Regions from separate parts of the Capsicum annuum genome. Here region 1 is linked to region 2. The links are chromatin contacts, called in public Hi-C maps. All regions are on one chromosome and are shown on one strand. The core of a region is the stretch at or near the end of the contact, and the rest is flanking DNA. Distances in the headings are between cores, read along the strand shown. Region 1 overlaps LOC107841216 (NEDD8-activating enzyme E1 catalytic subunit). Region 2 has its middle 7.3 kb from the start of LOC107856860.

Region 1 (5,950 bases), core at 1,534-4,033, 91 kb before region 2:
AAATGGACCATTTTCAATAACGTCCCACAACTCACAATCTCCAGCCATAATAAAATTGTGCATACATGTTTTCCACCACCCATAATATTGTCCATTAAACCTGGGTGGCCTGGTAGTTGATTGGCCTTCTTCGAGATTAGAAGGAACATCCATATTAGAAGATCCTTCCTAGGTGTTAACCTTTTAGGAAGAACCCACTCTGATATTAATTAAAGAACTATGCGAGTTTGCCTTCTACTTTGGGACCTAGTCCCAAACTGTTGTATGCAACTAGAGATTGAATAGAAAAATAGGTAAAGTAATAAGCAATAAACCCAACAAATTTTACGTGAAAACTCCTTGCTCAAGGGAGAAAAATCATGACCTGCCTTCGGGATTTTCAAACAGCTCCACTAATATTTAAGCAACCTTGAAAACAGATTCCATGACTTCAAGGATTAAACTCCTAATCCTTCAACACTTTGTAATAATTCTATTACAATGAAATCAATGTCATAACTCTATTGCACAACAACCCCTGCTACCTCTAACTGAATCGATAAGCTAACTCTAGCTTCTAAGTCACCTAACTCTAGATGACATTCTTGTCAATAAGAACTGGAAAACTGACCACCTACTAATAATGAACAAAAGCAGCAGGCAACGTTTACAACCATAAAAAAAAAAGATTCAATTACAACAAGAACTTAAAGACATAATGAACGAGCAAGCAGGTCCCTTGTTGCGAGTGAGCTTTGAATCTAGGAGCTTCAAGAATTTTTTGTTGTGAGAATATGAAAGCTTGACTTTCTTGTTGTTGGAATGAACATATATAAGAGACAAGAAAACCTAGAATGAATCTCATTGGTTGAGACAAAGAGTGCAACAACCTTCCTACTAACTTCCTGCATAATAGTACTATTTCCAGTTGTATTGTTGGACCACTGAGAGTGACGTGAATGCGTTCAACCAGGTTCCTGAGTCATTGCAGCTTAGTCATCGCAAGATCTTAAGGGACTAGTTCCCAAGTGATAATTGTCAATCATCAAAACTAAGGACTTAACATTCTCGTATAGTAGTCTAACAACTAGATGTTCCAATTTAAGTAGGCGTTTGGCCATGCAAACTAAAACATTTTAGAGTTGAAGTTGTGTTTGACCATGAAAATAAATTGAAGTTCTTTTCGACTTTTTGTGAGAGAATTTGAGGAGAAAATAGATAAAACAATTTCATTGAATTTCAAATACAATTTCAAATGTTGGAATGCTTATGGCCAAACACTATAATCTTCACTGATTTGAAATGATTTTCTAAAAAAAAGTGAAAAATCCTCAAGGCCAATTGGGTACGTTGTCTAAGTTTGGTCGGTAGCAAGGAAAATGTTTCACCATACGGGGTTTGTTAGAGCTGTTAAATACGTAAATTAAAGGCAAGTGTTTTATACTAAGAAGGATCGGGATCTACTCGGCTGCGAACCGTGATGACAAGTATGGGTGTACATAGGTCGGATTGGTTTGGTTTTTTATTGAATAAAAATCAAAACAATTATATCGGTTTATTAAAACTATGAACCAAATCAAATCAACATAAACTCGATTTTTTCGGTTTAGGCTTTAGTCGGTTTTTTCGGTTTTTTTGGATTTTCTCGATTTTTTTATAATCTTTATTTTTTACAATTATATTGTGATTGAAGACTAGATCAAGTATGTTTTCACTAATGTGCTAATGAAAAAACTCAATTATGAAAAAATGAGGAGCGAAAAACTCTCCTGAAACTAAAAAGTAAGATAAGAGTGAAAAGTTTAGGTTTTAAGTTTATATTGGGTTTTGAATCATTTTATTAGCAATTAATGGACAAATATTACAACTAAATATATATATATATATATATATATATACACACACACACACCTACTTCTAAATATTTAAAATTAATAAAACTAATTGAAAAAGTATTTAAAAAGTAGATTATAATTAATATTTTATGTATAAAAAGTTAAATTATATATATGCATATATACATACATACACACACACAAACAGACACACTCACACACACACACATATATATGTGTTAATTATGTCGGTTTGATTTGGGTTCGGGTTGATTTTTTTTTGGTAACACCAAACCAAATAAAATGGTCGGATTTTTTTTCAAATGTCAAACCAACCAAACCAAACCATAAGTCGATTTTTTTTTTCGATTTGGTTTGGTTTGACTTGATGATTTGGTCTGTACACCCCCAATGACAAGTAATACTTCAACGTTTGCAGATGGTGTTTTAGTTTGGCCATTCAGTATTTGCAACTACTATTAAATAAAAATATTTCAAGTGAATAATGAATTTTATGGGCAAATCTTTAATTCTTTTTATTTTAAGTCATTTTCTTAGACGGCTCTACAGCGATTCAAGTTGTAGTGACACCTTACAAACTTCTTATTTGGAGCGCCTTACAAACTTCTTGGGGCCTATAATAGGCATTTGTGAGTGTTCGGATGCACGTATTTTGTGTATGTTCCTGCAAAAATTGTCAAGAGAGATTTAGGTTTAAATTCAACTTTCAACTTACAGAAATAATATACAACTTCAACAAAAATGCTGTCTAAATGTGGTCATAAAATAATTGATAGTGGGGGCGATGACCATGGACAAGCATAATTGTTCACATTCATAACATACAGCAAGTCTTAGATGCAAAGAAAGGGCGTTTTCTCAATATTGGCAGAAATATTGCCAAGTAGTATATTATCCACCAATCAACTAACTAGCTTATCCAGAATTCAATTCCAATAGGTTCTGTCAAATAGGATGGGCTTATTTGGGGCCTATGGTGATAAATGCATGATCTAGTAGTGCTGTTTCCAGTCAAACATTCTAATCCAAGATATCCGTAAAACAAATAGATCTAAAAAAGGGATTCGAGATCTATTCTATTTTTTTTATTTTTATTGCAAATGTTAATTATTGATTGCTCAGAAAGATAAATGGATGGTTTTCAGATACAAGAGACAGTGACACCAAAACCTTTCAGAGCTTTTTGGTGGGAGCTTTTTTGTTGGGGGTGGGGTCCTAATTGCTCTTTACCCAGCGAAGCTTGCGGTATGGTGGTCACATACGCACACTCAATTCACTAGCTTTTTAGTGTGTCCTACTGGAATTAAATATTGAAAATCATAAATAAGACATAGACATAGAAGTACAATAATAGTATATAAATTTTTTAGTTAAAAATTAAGATACATATACCGTTCGACTTCATTGTAGTATCACCAGTAGTAATCCATATTTAAATGCAACATCAACTTCAACTCTCTCAACAACTGGGTTAATTCATGAATTGAAGTTTACGTATTCTAAAGTCAAGCTTGTTTGAGTTATTGAATTTTAAGTTAATTTATGTGTTAAATAATTTTTTTTAAAGACAAACACACGAATTTGAATCAAAACTAGTGAATTCTACATTCTGCTCTCTCCTTCTGATTAAGAATCCTGCCTTTCAAGGTTTTATAGATCTCGATGAGATCTGTTAGTACTAAACATTCCACATTGTTCGAAGGAAGATGTTTTCTTATTATATCATTGGACATCTTCAGTTCATTGGATTACTTTTTTTGAGTTGAATTAGATCTAAAATTTATTATTTTTATATAGTAGTATTAAATGCAGACTGATTTTTATTATTGGTGTTTCTTTGTATAACTATTTGGTATTTAAAATTCACGATTTAACTAATCTAAGTTTGCACCGCATAGAATTCACTAAAATAAACGCGCTCCCTACTACGGGTGGGGAATTTTCTTACTCAAGATCCTAAAGACATCTATAATCTATAATATATTCTAAAACTATAATCTATATCTATAATCTATCTATATATCTATATAATCTATATATCTATATAATATATTAAAAGTGTGAAGACCCCTTAGAAAAGTGATTTAAATTTTTTATCCTTCATTAAAACACTCCGCAATAGATAAATCGTCTTTTCACTATTTTTTTTATATTTAAAACTTTTAAATTAACTAAATTTTATGTAATAAATCCTCCCTTATTTAAATTATGTAATATAGTTAAATTTATAAGAAAAACTAACACTAAAAAAAATAAGAACTTTCGTCACTTTGAAATTCTTTTAAATATAGGATAGGGAAAATGTCATTTTAATTTAGGCAGTTAGAATTTACGAGTATTTCAATTTAAATTTGCAAGAAAAATTTAACTTATTGATATTTTACAATGATATAGTAAATAAAAGTGCATTATAAATTAATAGTAAAATATATTATTATTAAGTGTTTCCTTTTTTACTCACCTACGAAATTTTAATATTTTATACTTCTAACTCACTTAAAATATTACTTTATCTAAACTATATTATATTTAAATAATGTTGATGGAAGAGATATTCTTATAATTATTTGTTTGGATGAACTTTGAAGGAGGCGTGTAATAATCACAAAAGATTAGGTTTAATTGTTCTAATATCTTGATTATCATATTATTTTGTTATAGTTTATATTTTATTCAAGTTTATTGTAGATGGATGTTTGATCGGACTTTTAAGAATTTTTTGTGTTAATGTTAGATTTAATGGTATTGTTTTAATATCTCAATTATTATAGTTTCTGTAATGTTTTTACCTATTGTTTTTCTGCTTAATACAAGTGGTAGATGAATGTTTGATCGGGCTTTGAGGAATTTCTTTGTAAAGGTTAGGGTTTAATCTTATCGTTCTGATATCTCGATTGTCATATTGTTTTGTTAGAGTTTATAAGTGGTAGATGAGTGTTCACAGAGGCGGAACCACATGTATCAGTGGGGGTTCACGTGCACCCATTAACGTTGAAAAAAATTATGTGTATATACCTTCAGAAATTGGGATATAGTTAATAGTACATCCTAAGATGAATGGTAGTGCACCTAGGTGTTGAGTTGTGCAATATTTTTGCTTTTATTTTCAACACTTGGCTTATTGCTAAATTTATACCATTAAAATTGCTGGATTGGGGATTCGAACCCATAACCATCTCGTAAAGTGAGTCATTCTTGACCATTGAGCTACCACGACTAATTATTCAATAATGTTAAAAGAAAGCATCATATTATAAGAAAGTAAAGTTATTAGCTTAGAACTCATATTTGTTCGATATATTTATTTTTTCAGTATTGTTCATGTCTTTGGCGATCAATTGAATATGATAATATTCCTTAATCGACACTGAAAGTTTTTCTAATGTCTTAAGATAATATTGTGCACCACAGTATTATCAAAAGCAATAAGCGTAAAAAAGCATCACTATCTATTGTGTTTAAGCACAAAGTATAAATAAAGTGTGAGATTTAACGAAAAAGGCATAAAGAGAGAAAAAAATATAAATATATGTCTAGTCTCAAGACTAATAATATAAGCATGAATGACAAATATATAAACAAAAAAATTATTTATTTTTTTTTGATAAAGTGAAACAGTCCGTCTCTTTAGAAAGCCTCATTGACAAGGGAAAATATGCATTAGAAATTAGAACCTAAGCTGCACATTAAGTGAAGCGAGCTCTCAACACATGTTGAGTCTTGCTTCGAGGCTTATGCGCGCCTTTGACAACACCGGTGCATCCACAGACTTCAAATTTTGGATTCGCCTCTAAGTGTTCAATCAGACTTTGATGAATTTTTGTATTAAAGGTTAGGTCATAGTGTTTTATTGTAGTTTCTGATCTATTACTATATATTATTTTTGTTATCATCCGTTATGTGATAGTTCATGTCGTAGAAGACGATCAAGATATCGATACTTCACACACGTCTGAATGCATAAAGTTGTCTATCTTCGATTTTTACAGTCAAATGTTATTTTTTCATAAATTAATTTTGAATATATATTTTATATCGATTAATGGCTTGACATAAAGCACACATGCAACACACGTACACTTACTAGTTAGAAGGAAAATAAGAGAGATCTCATC
Region 2 (5,489 bases), core at 916-3,415:
CTAGTTAATATGTATTAGGAAGTTTATTGAATTATAATTTTTTCTTAGTGTCAGTGTGTTATAAACTGATTTATGAGTTAGTCTTCGAGTTGGAATAACTCAAAGACTTGAAAACATAAACCTTGGGAGGTTTATGTGTTTTTAGGAATTAGAGTTAGTTCCTAGGATTGCTAGAGTTTTGTAATCTGATTTTTAAGTGGGTTTGAAGTGGGTTTCAATAATCTAGGGAGATTGTTGAACATTAGGAATTAGAGTTTATAATTTCTTGGGTCACAGAGTTTGTAATATTTTGTTGAGAGGCTCATTGTGTTTAGTGAAGTAGGGGTTATATCTTGTAGAGGTATAGGTCGTGATTTGTTATACCTTTTGTGAGTCTGTGTTTTTCATGTAAAACTCTTGTGTTAATTATTTAGTGTATTTTCTGTGCTTCTGTTGGAACACGTTAGACAACTTGGTTCATCTGTAGGCAAAAATCAGGTATAACTCATGTGAGTTATTAGTACGTGTAGCAATATCATAAATGATACACAATCGTTCAACTTTCATATTAGGAAAACTTTTACAATATTGAGCAGATGAAAAATATATGTGAATTTTTTTTCTACAAAATTTGCCAGCTACTACTAGAAGAATAATTATAATTTAAATAATTTAATTATGTTAATATATTTTAAATAATTTTATTATGTTAATATATTTTTTACAGGGTTGCAATCCGCCCGGTCATGTTGTATGGAGCGGAGTGTTGGCCAGTCAAGAACTCTCATATTCAAAAATTGAAGGTGACGAAAATGTGGATGTTACGTTGGATGTGTGGTCTTACAAGGGGGAATAGGGTTCGGAATGAGACTATTCGGGAGAGGGTTGGAGTGGCTTCGGTGGAGGAAAAGATGCAGGAGGTCCGTTTGAGATGGTTCGGACACGTGATGAGGAGGGGCACAGATGCACCAGTTTGTAGGTGTGAGAGGCTTGCTTTGGATGATTTCAAGCGGGGCAGGGGTAGGCCAAAGAAATATTGGAGAGAGGTGATTAGGCGGGACATAGAGCAGTTACAGCTTACTGAGGACATGACCCTAGATAGGAAGAGCTGGAGGATGCATATTAGGATAGAAGGCTAGTGACTATTAGGGTAGGTAGGTTAGGGCATTACCTGTTTGGTGTGTTACTCTTGTTAGGCTACCTTGTTGCATGTTGTATTACGAGTGCCTACTATTCTTTGTTTACTTTCCATTGTAGGAGCGTTTTTATGTCTTACCATCTTGTTCCATGCGTTTTGTACGGTTGTAATTACTTATCTTATCTTGAGCCGGGGGTCTATCGGAAACAGCCTTGCTACTTCTCCGAAGGTAGTGGTATGGACTACGTATATCTTACCCTTCCCAAACCTCACTATGTGAGAATACACTGAGTTTGTTGTTGTTGTTGTTAAATTATGTTAATATATTTTAAATAATTTAATTATGTTAATATATTTTACATCATCAACTGATAGATCATACATTAGGCTTTTTTTTTCTTTTGGTTCAACCAGAAGCACGTGATAAGTAGTCATTCTTATAATTGGGAAAAACAGATTAAAGTAATTTTTTTCCATTTTCTAATGTGACAAACCAAGAATCCGACTGCAGCAGCTATATCCATCCTATAGCTGGTTGACATACACTTGCAAATTGGAGTAATGGGAAAGTTGATACAACTAGTGTAAACCCAGGTGAACCATAACTAGTGGATGACGAGAGGATAGTGTGAGTAAGTTGGAATGTGTTGTTATCTGTGCGGAGAGAAGCGAATTTAAAATTTAAATTTAATAATTTTAAATTATTATTAGTTCTAAATTAATAATATTTTTAAAATTTATAAATTCAACATTTAACATTTATCAAGTTTTTAATATTTTTATGTAAAAATATACTTCATACTCAATAAAATATTAGATATATACTTCGTCGGTGCCTCCGAGTGGTTGGGTCGTAGACGGATTCAAATTTTAAATTTCTATGAATTTAATTTAGTCTTTGCATTGGCTATGCTATTATTGTTAATATTAAATTCATTGAATTTTTAAAATTTTAATATTAAAAATATTGAGATGAAGTCGATAGCATGCGCATGCATGTGGTTGTCACAAGCAGTCCCTGCAAGTATAATAAGGATCATGTAGTCCATATTTGGATGAGAAATCTGATCTAGTAAAGCGTGGGCTGTCGCTGTTGTGTAGATTCTTCAATCCTCATCCCCTTTTTCATTTTTGTCCTTCTCTCTCTTTCTCCACTCTCATCTGGATAGTAAAACTTATCATAATTTATCTATGCTATTGAACTTTTTAAAAATATCATTAAATATAATATATATATATATATATATATATATAATATTAAAAGTGTAAAAACTCTTAGAAAAGTAATTTAAACTTTTTGTCTTTTATGAAAATATCCTACAATAGATAAAATTGTCTTTTTATTATTTTTTGTGAATTATATTTAAAAATTTTATATTATTGACTCCTATAATATATGAGATCATTCTTTTAAAATATATGGTAACAATTTTTTTTTAAAGTTAGGAGTCCTAAAATATATGATAAGAGGTAACTTTTATTTTGTAATTTGTATGTTTAGTTGTCTAATTTTACCTATATATTTATGTTAAACCGTACAAAAATCCAATTACATGACATGATAATAAATCTAAACCAAAAGAATATACTACCTGTGGAAAACAACATTGGTTTTCTTTTCTTTTTATGTATGTCAGTACTACTACTAATTATTTTATTTTTTTGATTTGTGTGCATAAATTCAAATTAATGTTGATTACTAGCCAGCTTACGCCGTGCTACGCATGGCCCAATATTGATCCTTCAAAAATTTTATGTTATGTATAATTCTATTATTTAATTAAAAATTTTATTTGTTTGGTTAATAAATTCTAAGTTAGACATGTAATATTATATTTAGATTGATGAAATTTGCATAACGATATTTTAAGTTGTTCGAACTTTTGTGACATTGATAGTCAATTATATTTTTAAAATAATTTAAGTTCTTAATTATTGCGATTTATAATATTTTTTTTCTATTCTACTAATTAGAAGTGACATAGTAAAATTATTATAAAAAATACTTGTAAATTTTTTTTAAGTGGCTCCATATAAGACATCGTGTTATTTAAAATATCAAAAATTAATTTATCATTTTACGTCTATTTTACTTTATTTTATTAAATATTATTAATTTTTTAATACTTAAATGACTTATAATAATTATGAATAATTTAGTAAAACTACGATTGAAGTAGTTGAAACAGTCATGTTATAAATATCTATTATAGTTTTTTATTAAATATTATTAATTTTTTAATACATAAATGACTTATAATAATTACTTAGGGGTAATATAGTAAAATCACGATTGAAACAGCTAAGGCAGACATGTCGAACATGAGCAGCCTGCTTCAGCTACTTATTTTGACTTCTTATATAGGATACTAATAATATAATTTTTTTTAATGCTTAAATAACTATAATAAGTAATTAGGGATGATATTGTAAAATCACGATTGGAGCCGCGAAGCTGACATGTATTAAAAGTGATATAGCATAATAACTATAAAAAATTACTTGTGAAAATAATCTAAGTGAGCATCATATAAGACGTCGAGTTAATTTAAAACATCAAGAGTTAATTTATTATTTTATGTCTATTTCATCTTTTTTATTAAAGATTATTAATTTTTTAATATTTAGATGACTTATAATAATTAATTAGGGGTGATATGATAAAATTACGGTTAAAGCAATTGAAGCAGACATGTCAGAAATGTTTGTTTTATTTATTTGTATTAAATATTATTAATTTTCTAATACATAAATAACTTATAATAATTAATTAAAGGTGATACAGTAAAAATACGGTTCTAGCAGCTGTAGCAGGCATGCCGACCTGCTGCCTGCTTAAGCATAAAACTCCCTCTTATATACAACTATTCAATTTAAGTGGCATAATGCTTAGATAACCGTAATAATTAACAAGGGGTGATATAATAATCATGATTGAAGCAGCGAAGTAGACATGTATTGAATGAATTATAATAACTAATTAGAAGTGATATAACAAAATTAATATAAGAAAATACTTTTGAAAAAATTAAGTGGATCTCATATAAGACGTCAAGTTAATTTAATATTAAATATTATTAATTTTTTAAAACTTAGATGACTTTATAATAATTTTTTAATATTAATTGTTAATTCTTAGATGACTCATAATAATTAATTAGGGGCGATATAGTAAAATTACGTCGAACCAACCAAAGCAGACATGTAAAAAATGTTTGTCCTTTTTTATTAAATATTATTAATGTTTAATACGTAAATGACTTATAATAATTAATTAGAGGTGATACATTAAAATTATGATTGAAGCAACTAAATTTTTTTCTTTTGAATAATAATAAGTGAAACTTTGAGGAACTTAGTAATCATTTTGAAAATTACCATTTTATTAAATATTATTAATATTATAATACTTAAATGAAATAATTTATAATAATTAATTAGGGGTGATATAGTAAAATTACGTTTGAAGCAACTGAAGCAGGCAGCTGGAGCAGCCAGGACGACCCCAAGCTACTCAACATTGCCGTTTCTATTATAGAGTAATAATTTTTATTAAATATTATTAATTTTTCAATACTTAAACGACTTATAAAAACATCAAAAAATAATTTATTAGTTTATCTTTTTTATTAAATATTATTAATTTTTTAATACTTAAATGACTTATAATAATTAATTATGAGTGATATAGTAAAATTACGGTTGAAGCAGCTAAAACAGTCATGTTATAAATGTCTATTTTAAATTTTTTATTAAATAGTTTTAATTTTTTAATACGTAAATGACTTATAATAATTAATTAGGGATAATACAATAAAATCACAGTTGAAGCAGCTGAAGCAGGCATGTCGGCCTCCTGCTTGCTTCAGCTGCTAAACTGCCTCTTATTATATATAGTAATATGCTGTCAATTTCCCATTCTTTTTTTTTTAATATTAGATCTCGTTGGTTTTAAATTTTCGTGAGAGAATATATATATTCTCTAGTTTTCTTAAGTTCTTAGTTTCTAAAGTTTGTAAGTTACTTTTTTTAAAAAAAAGAGTGTGTGAAAAGTTGTGAAAAGTTTTCTTAGTTCTTCATTTTCCGGTAGCTGCCAAGTTTTCAGGGGACTCCCGAAAGGGAAACCTCACTTCTTCCTTAAGAAATGTAAGTAGTAGTTATATATATCTTTGTATTTTTCTCCCAAGTGTGTAAATTATGTTTGAATTAATCAAGTTTATATTTTCTTTCACATATGTTTTATTATTATTAAGATCTGGATCGCCGGCGATTTTTCGTCAGTTTTCTGATCTTATAAAATCTATAAATTACTTATAAAATACCCTCAGTACATGGTTAATCTCTCAGTGTTTTAGCAATAACGATGGATTAA

What was found. A called contact is a pair of places that touch in the nucleus more often than the background predicts.
Region 1: a contact with region 2 is called in a Hi-C map of leaf, with 1.8 times the contacts expected there. The contact joins two enhancer-like sites. A contact is called at or near these places in 2 of 5 Hi-C or Micro-C datasets (leaf and placenta).

Annotation. Positions count from the first base shown.
Region 1 is chr1:166,677,889-166,683,838 of UCD10Xv1.1, reverse strand. LOC107841216 (NEDD8-activating enzyme E1 catalytic subunit) reads left to right here. Exons shown (of 9, transcript XM_016685204.2): 9 at 2,981-3,353. The coding sequence ends at 3,115. Among protein-coding and RNA genes, the nearest start is that of LOC107841216, 38 kb to the left of the region's middle. Within about 2 kb of position 2,783, at least 5 of the 5 cell types and tissues checked have an H3K27ac peak or open chromatin away from gene starts, as enhancers often do. A contact at or near this core is called in leaf, where this site is marked.
Region 2 is chr1:166,586,952-166,592,440 of UCD10Xv1.1, reverse strand. No RefSeq gene overlaps it. Among protein-coding and RNA genes, the nearest start is that of LOC107856860, 7.3 kb to the right of the region's middle. Within about 2 kb of position 2,165, at least 2 of the 5 cell types and tissues checked have an H3K27ac peak or open chromatin away from gene starts, as enhancers often do. A contact at or near this core is called in leaf, where this site is marked.